2 separate regions of the Mus musculus genome follow, and region 1 is linked to region 2. Evidence: chromatin contacts called from public promoter capture Hi-C data. All regions are on one chromosome and are shown on one strand. The core of a region is the stretch at or near the end of the contact, and the rest is flanking DNA. Distances in the headings are between cores, read along the strand shown. Region 1 holds the start of Smim10l1 (small integral membrane protein 10 like 1). Region 2 holds the start of Clec2d (C-type lectin domain family 2, member d).

Evidence for each region. Promoter capture Hi-C pulls out the DNA fragments that hold promoters and counts their contacts.
Region 1: a contact with region 2 is called in a promoter capture Hi-C map of hippocampal neurons, with 4 times the contacts expected there. The contact joins the promoter of Smim10l1 here to the promoter of Clec2d in region 2. A contact is called at or near these places in 2 of 39 promoter capture datasets (cranial neural crest and hippocampal neurons).

What each region holds. Positions count from the first base shown.
Region 1 is chr6:133,101,310-133,106,884 of GRCm38.p6, forward strand. Smim10l1 (small integral membrane protein 10 like 1) reads left to right here and starts at 3,930. Exons shown (of 3, transcript NM_001271583.1): 1 at 3,930-4,296. The coding sequence starts at 4,105.
Region 2 is chr6:129,179,228-129,184,863 of GRCm38.p6, forward strand. It overlaps Clec2d (C-type lectin domain family 2, member d), which reads left to right and starts at 1,388. Exons shown (of 5, transcript NM_053109.3): 1 at 1,388-1,520; 2 at 3,865-3,990; 3 at 4,908-5,086; 4 at 5,551-5,636. The coding sequence starts at 1,454.

The DNA.
Region 1 (5,575 bases), core at 2,680-5,179, 3.9 Mb after region 2:
CTGTATGAACCTGCTCTTCCTTCCTTTGGACTTCTCTCCAGGCCTTTTATCTCCAGAATCCTTATCCTCAAGGTATGTTGGGTTTTGTTTAAGGACTTTCTACAGGTATTGATTTTATTGTCTTTATGTCCATTGATGCAATTTATTCTATTTACTTATGTTGAGCCATTCCTATACCCCCAGGATAAACACAATTTGTTGATGGGTGATATTTTTTTTTCATATGAAACCTCATTTGTAAGTATTTTAGTACCTAATGTTTATCACAGACATTGCTCTGCAATTTTCTTATTTGGTATGTCTTTCTCTGGTTTGTTATTAGAACAACACTGACTTTTTAGAAGTTTGAAATACTTTCTTTTGTTTCTCCCCCCACCCACTTTTTGTTCATTTTTATAAAAAAATTTAAGAAGTGTTTTCTGTTAATTCCTTTTTGAATATTCGGTGTAATTTTTATATGAATCCATCTGAACTGGGCTTGTTTTAGTCAGAAAACTTACTGTTTCAATCTACATGTTCATTGTTAGCCTATTTACAATGCTGTTTATTCTTGATTCAACTTGCTTTATATGAATCTAGAAATTCTTTAATTTCTTTTTAATTGTTAACTTAGTGGAGTTTAGGCATTTAAAGTATTTTCTTAAAATTTTGTGATTTTCTTTTGATGTCTATTGTTAACACTTCTCTACTCTTGAGATTTTTAATTTCCTCCTCCCCATTAGCTAAACGTCTAACTTGCTAAGAAGAACCAGATCTTAATAAGCCTTAATTATTTGTCTTGCATTTCTCCATACTGTTCCATTGTGAGGCTACACTCTAACTACTGATCTGTCTGTACTTATGGGTATTTGGACTGTTTATTTTTCAGTTACTGTGAGACAACTGTAAGAATGTTGTTTGATACATTCCCATTATCCTCTCAGGATAGTAAAACCGAGACATTAAATATGGTATTCATGTTTTCCTCCAGGCAATGAAAGATTCAACACTTATTTTTTTAAAAATACCCCTTTGACCTTGCTGTAGTTAGGACATTAAATGAATCCCCAAATGGCTTGCAATGAATGTTTGGTATTGGATGTAGCAATAGTGAGGCTTTGAGGTGATAGGAGTAAGCAACACACTGATACTCTGTTTCTTTTTATTTATTTATTTTTAAAAACTAAAACCAAACCCTGCTCTCTTAGAACCTTTTTACAAGTAGATTTAGAAATTTATTTGCTTTTATTTCTTTCTACACAATAGTTTTGCTAGCTAACCAAGGATTTCTCTCATGCCAAGTACCATGCAATTTTCCATTGCATCATTAGTGAAGCATGACTCAAATTGCTCATCCCCAGAATGAATAAGTGACCAAAAGGGCAGAAGGATGTTACTCTTTCCAAAAATATAACAGGGTGCTAGACATTTACTATGAAGCAAATGTTATTTACAAAAAAATTGATTTTATAGTATAGTCCCATAAATTGCCTAGTGCTGTTACAGCATCTAATTACTTGCATCCACTTGAAAACGTTTTCCTTTCAAAGGATTTGACTAAACAGCTGCAGAAATTTCCACTAAATATCAAACTGTTTCTGTATATAACATAGTCATGCTATATACAAATGATTAGTATAGAGGTATTCAGACACCTCATATTTTTTTTTCCTGGTCTATGGTCTTCAATCACTAGAACCCAACCCTTTCAATCTGAATGGATTTCTTTCCTAGTGGATTTAATTAGTAAATTCTTAAATAAATAATTAGGAATATGGTTCTACACAGAACCATTGTGGCTCACCTTAAACATTCTCAAATGATTATCCAGCTAAACAAACCATTTTAAAGCAAGCTTTAGGAAGAATCAAAGTTAAGGAAACAAAAGATTGGGTAAAATCAAGAGAATTACCATCTAGAGAAATTATTTTCATCATCTGCTACATTTGATCAGTTGTTGACATGCACCTACCTGGCAGCAGGTGTGAAATAGGCTATCAAGGATCAAGTTCAAGGGATAGAAGGCAAACCACAGCCCTCTTAAGTGTCTGATTCCAATCTCTCTTGAGAAAAAAGTGGGATTGGGAGCTTTTTAAAGACTCTTCTTTATCATTTTCTACAGGAGTAAATCTTCACTATGGCCACTTAACTAGTTAGTGCATGGCTGCTATATTCCCCACTCCCTGAAAGTAAAAGGCAGTTCTTTTCATGGAATTAACAAGGGCAAGAACCAGTGGAAGCTAGGGATGGGTCAGGTGGTGTAAGCATGTGAGTTGACTGATTCTGTGCTATTTTAAGTGGGAGATCCAGGCTCTTACTAACTTACGTCAATGTTGACCAGCTCCATGGATTCCGATTTCATAATAAATTATTCCTGTGCAGAAAAACTATGTACATTGTGTTTCTGAGTTGGTCACTCATCCTAAAATACTCTTTTTTTCTCTATTCTTTGGTTAGGGGAATCGTTTCTCTACTGGTTTAGCATTGATACAATAGCAGAAAAGAAGCATAAATGGGCACTCTTCTTCAAGTTTTCCAACTTCCACAATGTCTTGTTATTTGCACCAGCCCTATATGTAGTTTGCTGAGAAACAGAAATGCTCTATGTATAAACAGATGACTTGACTACTCCATGGCATGGGAAGATTTTATTGAGGATTTAAGTGAATAGCCAGTGGCAACTGGAAGTGTTTAGAGCAAAGAGAAAAAGTAGAATAAACATGGCCAGCAGACTGGATTATGGCCAGGGCTATCTGTGAGAGAGGGGAGAATAACTGGATAGAGAATAGAGAAAGCGAGGTGAGACTAACATTGGTTACAGAAGAGTAGCTAGACTGAGGGAAGTGCCAGCAGATGGGCATCATGGCTTGGGAATACATAACTGAGTGGGGACTGAAGAAGCCTGGAGGCAAGGGATCTTGATATGACTAGACAGGGGCCAAAGGTATATGTTAACAAGAGAACCACAGTCCCTTTTGCCAGAGGTAAGGGAAATAGATGCTCCTTTAGGCAGATAGGAACACAGTACACAAGTTCTTAAAGGAATGCTGCCTTTTATCTAACCAGAAATCCTCCTGCAGTGCAAAGTGGAGTTCACTTTCGGATAGACTGTCCTTTGAAGTTTGGGAAATTGAAGTGTCCTTTCAAGCTGACACTCTCAGAGCATGGGGATTCTTCAACTATATAACACATACACGCAAGTCAGTGTCAGATATGAGAAAATCTAACAATGACATTTAAAAGTATACTGTATTCTGAAAGTCCTGCTCAGAAACTAACATACATGCATAATATGTAAATGAGGCTAAACTGGGGCATTACTGAAACAAACAAAAACAATGGAAGTGCATTACATAAATGCCAGAAATAAAATGTGAATAATGGAGACTGGTATTTCTATAGGGTACCAAAAAACATGAACATAAAAATTAGTATCTTGGTCCTTAAGAGTCTACCTTAGGTTTCTCACTAATCCAATTGCATGCAAAAAGCTGGAATCTATACCTAATCTTAACTTTCAATGGGTTTATATTAAGTAGAAACACATCTCTTTGCCTCTCTCTCCATATATATGTTCATACACATGCCCTCCACAAAAGTGGGTAATTTTTTTTTTTTTTTTTGATTTGTCACTTGCAATATAAATAGTCCTAATACACAGGTAAACGCATAACCTAATACGGTGACGTTTTCAGTTATGGTGTGTTACAAATGCAGACTCTATGCCCGTATACACTTACATAAGGTGATAGATCACTTTGTCCTACTGTCTCAGTGAATGTTACATGAATATTGAGCAGACACAGTTATTTTCCTCGACCTTTGATCCTTGCAAAATGTGTACTAAATGTTGGCTAAATTACATCAGCTCACGGAGCTCTGCCCTTTAAAGGGACAGCGGCACGGAGATCCCCTGTCCCTAGCAGTTACATAACTGCCAGCAGCCAACCTTCCTCGGGAAGCTGACAGGAAGAGGCGGAGCCCACGCCGCCCCGCGCCACCCGGAGGGAGCGGCGGCCGCTGGCAGTGGGGGCGAAAGCGGCGGCCGCTTCGTCCCGGCCACGGCTCATCTGGCTCGGGAACTGCACGGAGCTTCGGAGACCCTCGGCCTGGTGGGACAACGCCATGGGTCCCGCCGACGCCCCGTCCGCCCTAGCGCTCAGGGCAGTGGGCCCTGCGGCCGCCACCCCGTATGGTGTCTTCTGCAAGGGGCTGTCCCGCACCCTGCTCGCCTTCTTCGAGCTGGCCTGGCAGCTGCGCATGAACTTCCCGTACTTCTACATCGCGGGCTCCGTGATCCTCAACATCCGCCTGCAGGTACACATTTAGAGCCTTGTCTGCGTTGCCCCGCCACCCGGGACCGCAAGATGGCCGCTTCCCAGGTCGCCCCGCGGCACCTTCAAGAAGCGCGAGAAGAACGTGCAATCTTGCGAGAGCTGGCTTGCGCACAGGCAGTCGGCTCCCAACCTCTCCTATCAGGGATTTGGAGGTGGGAAAGCTAGCTGGGTTAAGCAAGGATGTTGTTCCAGCATCAGAGGAGCTATCCAAGGAAGTATCCAAGGAACCACTCATCTGTAAATTCCTGGCAAGTCTTAGGATATGACAAAGGGCACAAGATGCATTATGAGAAAGGAAGGCTGAGATTTTCAAGAACACAGATTTACACCAAACTTACGTTCTGAATTAATCTTTGAGAATACTGGACTGTAAGCTAGACATTGAATAAGAAGCCTGTTATGTCAAGAATGTGACTTAAAAAGCATTGCATCTCTCTTCCTCCCACAAGAGGATATATTGAATCTGGGTCAAAGTCAGACTACAGGAAAATATACTCCCCAAATATGCCAGCAAGATTTTGAAAAAAAATAGTGGGACTATGTGAAGATGTTCCTTTCAAAGAGACGTTGGTTCCAAAGGAAAGAAAGTCCAATTGCCTCACAGGAATTGACTATTCCCTGGTAGTAATGCAAATAGACCAGATGTGGCTTTCTACTTTAAAGAGAATGAGAATGCTTAATTTTAGTTACAGAGTAAAATGCAGATGTTACAAACTTTTTTTTTTTTTTTTTTTGAGGAAATACATTTGACAAGTGGAGGGACAAGAAACTAAATGGAATGGTGATGCCCTTTGTGGAGTGAGAGCGTAAAACGTGTAATTTGTGAACAGAAAGGAGATTTCGTTGATTATGGACAGCCATGTTTCTAACTGCTAAATGGAGGTGGAAACCACATGACCTAAATAGTAAATGTCCAAAGATGGAATTTTCTCAGTGACTGAAAAGGAGCTAATATCTGGTGTGTGTGTGAATGTATGCTGGAGTTTTTATCCAAGCCTGGAGTGAATTAGTAATTGTATTTTGTTTTGAAATTAAAACAAGTAATTAGAAACCCCAAGAAAAATAAAATAATAAAAAATTATTCTGTCATACCTCATGTGAATAGTACTGTACCTGTAATATAAGTTCTTACTTAACAAGAAATAGTTATGTAACATTGGAAGGCTGGAAGTTGAAAAAGATATATGTATAAAGATGCAAAGTACATCAAGATCTATTCCTGAGGACAGGAAATTTGGTTAAGTTGTAGATTTATCATA
Region 2 (5,636 bases), core at 138-2,637:
ATTGAGGAAAATATGTAATAAAAAAAAGAGTTGACAGCTTTCTTTCAAAACTTTAACCAAGACAAATTAATAAGTAAGTTACAGTTGTATTTTTTCAAAGGAGATGGACTCAGGGCTTAAAAGCTCTTGCCACATAATCCTGACCATCTGGCCTGGATCACAGGAGAACAGGGCAGCAGGAGAGGACAGACTCCTACACATATGCTGTGGCATAGATATGCCCCGCTCAAGAAATAAAGTAGTTTTTTAATGGGCCAAATGGGTAACTCTCCAGTGTTTCAAATAGTTGAATGTGACTATTGGATATAAATATTTATTACGCAGTAAAATCTGTTTGGTTTTTTTGATCTCCCCAGGGTTCTCTGTTTCCCAGAACTGTTGCAGGCCTGTGATAAGAAAGGGTAAGAGGTTCAAAGCTGTTAAAAACAATGAATTCATGAAATTCTTAGACAAATGGATGGATCTGGAGGATATCATCTTGAGTAAGGTAACCCAATCAGGAAAGAACACACATGATATGCACTCACTGGTAAGTGGACATTAGCCCAGAAGCTCAGAATCCTTTTTAGAAGGGGGAACAAAATACCCATGGAAGGAGTTACAGAGACAAAGTTTGGAGCAGAGCCTGAAGGAAGAGACTGCCAGAGACTGCCCCACTTGGGGATCCATTCCATAAACAACCACCAAACCCAGACACTAGGCAGATGCCAACAAGAGCCTGCTATAGCTGTCTCCTGAGGGCCTTTGTCAGTGCCTGGCAGATACAGAAGTAGATGCTCACAGTCATTCATTGGACAGAGCACAAAGTCCCCAATGAAGGAGCTAGAGAAAGTACCCAGGGAGCTAAAGGGATCTGCAACCCTATAGGTGGAACATCATTATGAACTAACCAGTACCCCAGAGCTCTTGACTCTAGCTGCATATGTATCAAAAGATGGCCTAGTCGGCCATCACTGTAAAGAGAGGCCCATTGGACTTGCAAACTTTATATGCCCCAGTACAGGAGAACGCCAGGGCCAAAAGTGGGAATGGGTGGGCAGGGGAGTGGGGGGGGGAGGGTATGGGGGACTTTTGGAATAGCATTGGAAATGTAAATGAGGAAAATACCTAATAAAAAATATTAAAAAAAAAAAAAAAAGAAAATCCCTGTGACCTCAGTAAGGTCAGCTTGAATTATGTTTCTAAATCAGAGTGTGCTGAAAGAGAAACGAAACACAAAGTAAACCAGAAGCAAACAGGAAAGTCAGTCTCCAGATGGCGCCAGTGTGGCTCCTGACCTTGAAATGCGTTTCCCAATGAGATTTTGTTAGGCCCTGAGCCAACCAAGCGTGTGTGTATGTACAGAAAGGAGGAGCTACAGGATTAGCTAAATACTGAAACCTCCCCACGTATTTGTGCCTCTCAGCTTTCAAGTTTCAATCCTGTAGTGGAAACTCAGCTCCTCAGCTCTGAGATGTGTGTCACAAAGGCTTCCCTACCTATGCTTAGTCCCACAGGCAGCCCGCAGGAGGTAGAAGTGGGTAAGTATTCAATAGTATTTGAACCAATGGGAGGGGCAGAGAGGAGTTTCAAACAGGGCAGGAAGGCAAAAGAGTTGAACCTTGAACAAAAGATTAAGAACAGAAGGGCGTCTGTGAGCCCGTCACTGTGGGTCTGCAGAGCAGGAGAATGCAGTCGGGATTAGCTATGAGGTTGTTACATTAGTTATTCTATCGGAGCATACAATACTCGAATAGTTCTCAGGCAAGAGAAATGAGCAGCGAGTCACCTTCTAACTGCCAGAGCTGTAGCCACAGCGTTCTCGCTTTGTACTTAGCTTGCTAGTCCACTCTTCCCAGGGATCTGGTAAGTTACAGTCTGGTGGATTACATCAAATTGCTGTAGTAAACGTTTGCTTTAAGTCCCTGAGTGAAGGAAACTCAGACAACAGCTTTGCAATGTGCATAGTGGCAGAAGTTGCCTGGGAAGCTTGGAGCTTGTGTTTTGCAGATCCATTGTAATTAAAATAGAATTGTAAGGGGGTGGCTTGGGGTGGGGTGGGGGTGGGGGGCGCTGAACCTACTCAGGACCAAATCCTTTCTGTTTTGAGCTCTTGATAAGTTACAGAAAAAGAATATAATGGGGTTTCCTACTTAATTCTTCAGAAAGGAAGCAAAATTGTGTTTCTTGTGTTTCAAACTGTCTATGCTCCATTATATTGTGTTCCTTTATTTTCCTTTTCCCCCTCATTCCTGTTTCTTCACATTAATTTTTTTTTTTTTAATTTGTGGAAAGACTACTGAATTTTGAGAAAGTAAGATTGACATCTATCAAAATACAAAATTCCCAACAAATGCTAATGTTTATCACTTAAACCAAGTATTCTGAAATAATAATAATAATAATAATAATAATAAATTATAATAAATTATTATTACTGAGGATGATGATGACTGACTGACTGATTGATTGATTGATTGATTCTTTGGCAAAGTCTCATACTTTACCCCAAGCTGGCCTGGAACTCCTGCTCCCTCTGCCTCAGCAGGGTTGACTTTTTAAAATCAAATACACAAATATTTAGCCATTGGAAACATTTCCTGAGAATGTGGAGCTTCTGTCTCAAGTGCAGCTGTTGCATAGCTAGCTGCAGGCATTTTGAAGCCTGTCTTGTGAATGTGGAGCTCCTGTCTCAAGTGCAGCTGTTGTATAACTAGCTGCAGGCATTACACAACTTCACTCCTTTGAAGCAGTAGCTTGTTTTATCATTGAAACAGTTTTTAAGTAAGCTAAAAACCAGGCCAGCAATACTTCATTTCTTTGGGTTTTTTGAGAGATCATTTCCAACATTACTTTTAAATAAAGACAGGAAAGTTATGTTCAAATTGTGCTATGGAACACATTCGAATTTAGAAGGAGATCTGTGTGTATACAGCAAAATTCCTGTTTACATATTAGAAGGAAACAGACAGTATCAGAATTATACTGGTGTAAACACAGAGGATTATCTGTAAATCTTACTCTTAATATCATATAAGAAATGCTGGTGTAGAACTCTAAATAAATAAAATTACCATTCTGAGTTTTTGAAATGCCCAATAACCATAAATGTGTTCCTTTAATTCCTAACTTGTTAAGAGTTCTTGTTATTTTAGACTAATATTATTTTTTTCACATGATTTTGGTAAGCTTGTTAAAATGCTCCCATATTTTTATCCATTAGTTATGTCAGTGTGTTCTATTACATTTATGTGCCTTTATTAATTTATTTACTGACTAGGTTCTCTGAGACTGATCCTTACATAGTCCAGGTTGAGTTCAAACTTCTAATGTAGCCAAGGCTAGTCTTGTACTCCTGACTCCAGCTTCTGCCTCCCTAGCACTGGAAATATAAAAGTGTACCAACCTGTTTGTCTCGTTGACTGGAGCAGGAGTTACACAGGTGGTTATGAGGTGCCCCTTTAGGAGCTGAGATTTAGGAGCTAACTCCTGTCCTCTAGAAGAGCAACAATTGATCTTAACTCCTCAGCCATCTCTGCAGCCTCCTGCTGATCCCAGTCTGTCCCCATCCTTGGCACTCAGTGTTATTCTCAGTCCTAGCCAGTCTATTCTTAGGGAGCAAAATCTATGAATAGCTTGGATGTTGTTTGCTTTCAGCCTGATCTTCACTCTTTCTGTTTCTTGTTTCTTCATTGGCCCTTTGTTCAATGACTGGAAGACTCCATGTTTCCCTTTCATCTAGTCTTCTGTGAGCATTAGACATCATTTATAAACCAGGACCTTCTGTGAAGGGGTTTGCAATGGGTGAATACAAGCCAAATCTACAGATAATTCTTTTTCTTTAAATGTTTTTTGAGATTGGTGTTCTCATATTTATATTTTCAGGTAAAATTCTCCAAGGAAAAAGGCACGGAACCATCTCCCCTGAGTCTTGTGCTAAGCTTTACTGCTACTATGGAGTGATCATGGTCCTCACTGTAGCTGTAATTGCTCTTTCTGTTGCTTTGTCAGGTAAGTGACTTATTCTCCAAATTATGTGACACTTTGTCCACATTCACAAGGTCAGTTATACTTACTGACCACTGTGACCCAGGCATTGTGGGAAGGGCTCTGGAGAAATCACACTGGAAATTCCTGTTCTCTGGGAACTTAGGTTCTAGCTGGAAGGTGCAGTGAAGGAACACACAGTCTGTGGTGTACACAGGAGTCTTGGCTTGGCATCTGTGAGAAGATGACATTCAATAAGCTCTCAACTGAGATGTCAGGGACATAAATCTCCTTGGGGAACTGTTCAAGGCAGAGAATAAAGAGAGGAAATTTCAAAGTAGGAACCTCAAAGGTGAGGACAGGGAAGAGTAATATGGCCAGGAAGATACAGTGCCTCCCACCATGACCTAGTTTAGTTACCAGGCTAAACTGAATTTTCAAAGTATTAAATGGAAAGTTTCTGAAGTAAGAAATTTATAGGATTTTAGTACCACAATATCAGAATAGTGCAATACAATCTTGCACTGTCCTCTTAAGTATTTGAAGTCATCCTTTAGTGCAATGTGTCTGCACCGTATATACTACCTACACAAAAGTTCTCACAGCAATCTCAATTATCAGGCTGGGTGTCAGTAGGTGTCCCTACAGAGTGCTTGCTGCTGTAGCAATCCCTACTGTAGTCAATGGTCATCCAAAAGCTCAGAAAGTGATATAGAAGTGATATAGTGTTATAGAAGTGCACTTCCTGGGAGCCCTACTGACAGTGAGCACCTGAGAGAGAATGGGACACAGGCCCACGGTGGGAGGCCTTTAGTTAAAGGCCCATCAGATCAGTTAGGAAAGCTATCATCAGATTCACACCTCACAGCTGAGCTCAGGAGGGTGTGCCAAAACGAGAGAAGACCTGCTTGCCATGATCCATTGTATTCTCTACATTTTAGCAACAAAGACAGAACAGATCCCAGTCAACAAGACCTATGCTGCTTGCCCGCAAAACTGGATTGGAGTTGAAAATAAATGTTTTTATTTTTCTGAATACCCAAGTAACTGGACATTCGCCCAGGCCTTCTGCATGGCACAAGAGGCCCAACTAGCTCGGTTTGACAACCAGGATGAGCTGGTAAGCAATGGGCAGGGATTGGTTTGTCTGTCTGTTCTGTTGAATATTATATTGCCTTGAGATAGAGAGTTACAGATGAGGCCTGAGGAAGGATCCCATCCCAAGCACATGGAGACATAGGGAATGTGAGTGTGTGCCATTTGCTGATGCTTGACTTCTGACTGGAGCCCTGAGACAGTCAAGAAACTTTCTCTCATGAAGTGTTCATAGTCAGTTGGAAGGTCAGATATGCCATTTTACTGGATACCTGGTGGTCATCAGTGTTTTCCCATATGCTGGCACTTGTTGTGTACAGAAGGAAGCAACTGTTAATAACTGCAATGGGAGGTTAACCCAGAACTGAGTAATGTGACCCTCAGTTACACCCTCCTGTTATCTCTAGAGGAATCTGTGGAGTGGAGAGATTCCAGGATCATCTGAAACAAAGAGACACATGTATTCTTGGTTTTTGTGTTTTATGACAGAATTTCCTAATGAGATACAAGGCGAATTTTGATTCCTGGATTGGCCTGCACAGAGAGTCGTCAGAGCACCCTTGGAAGTGGACAGA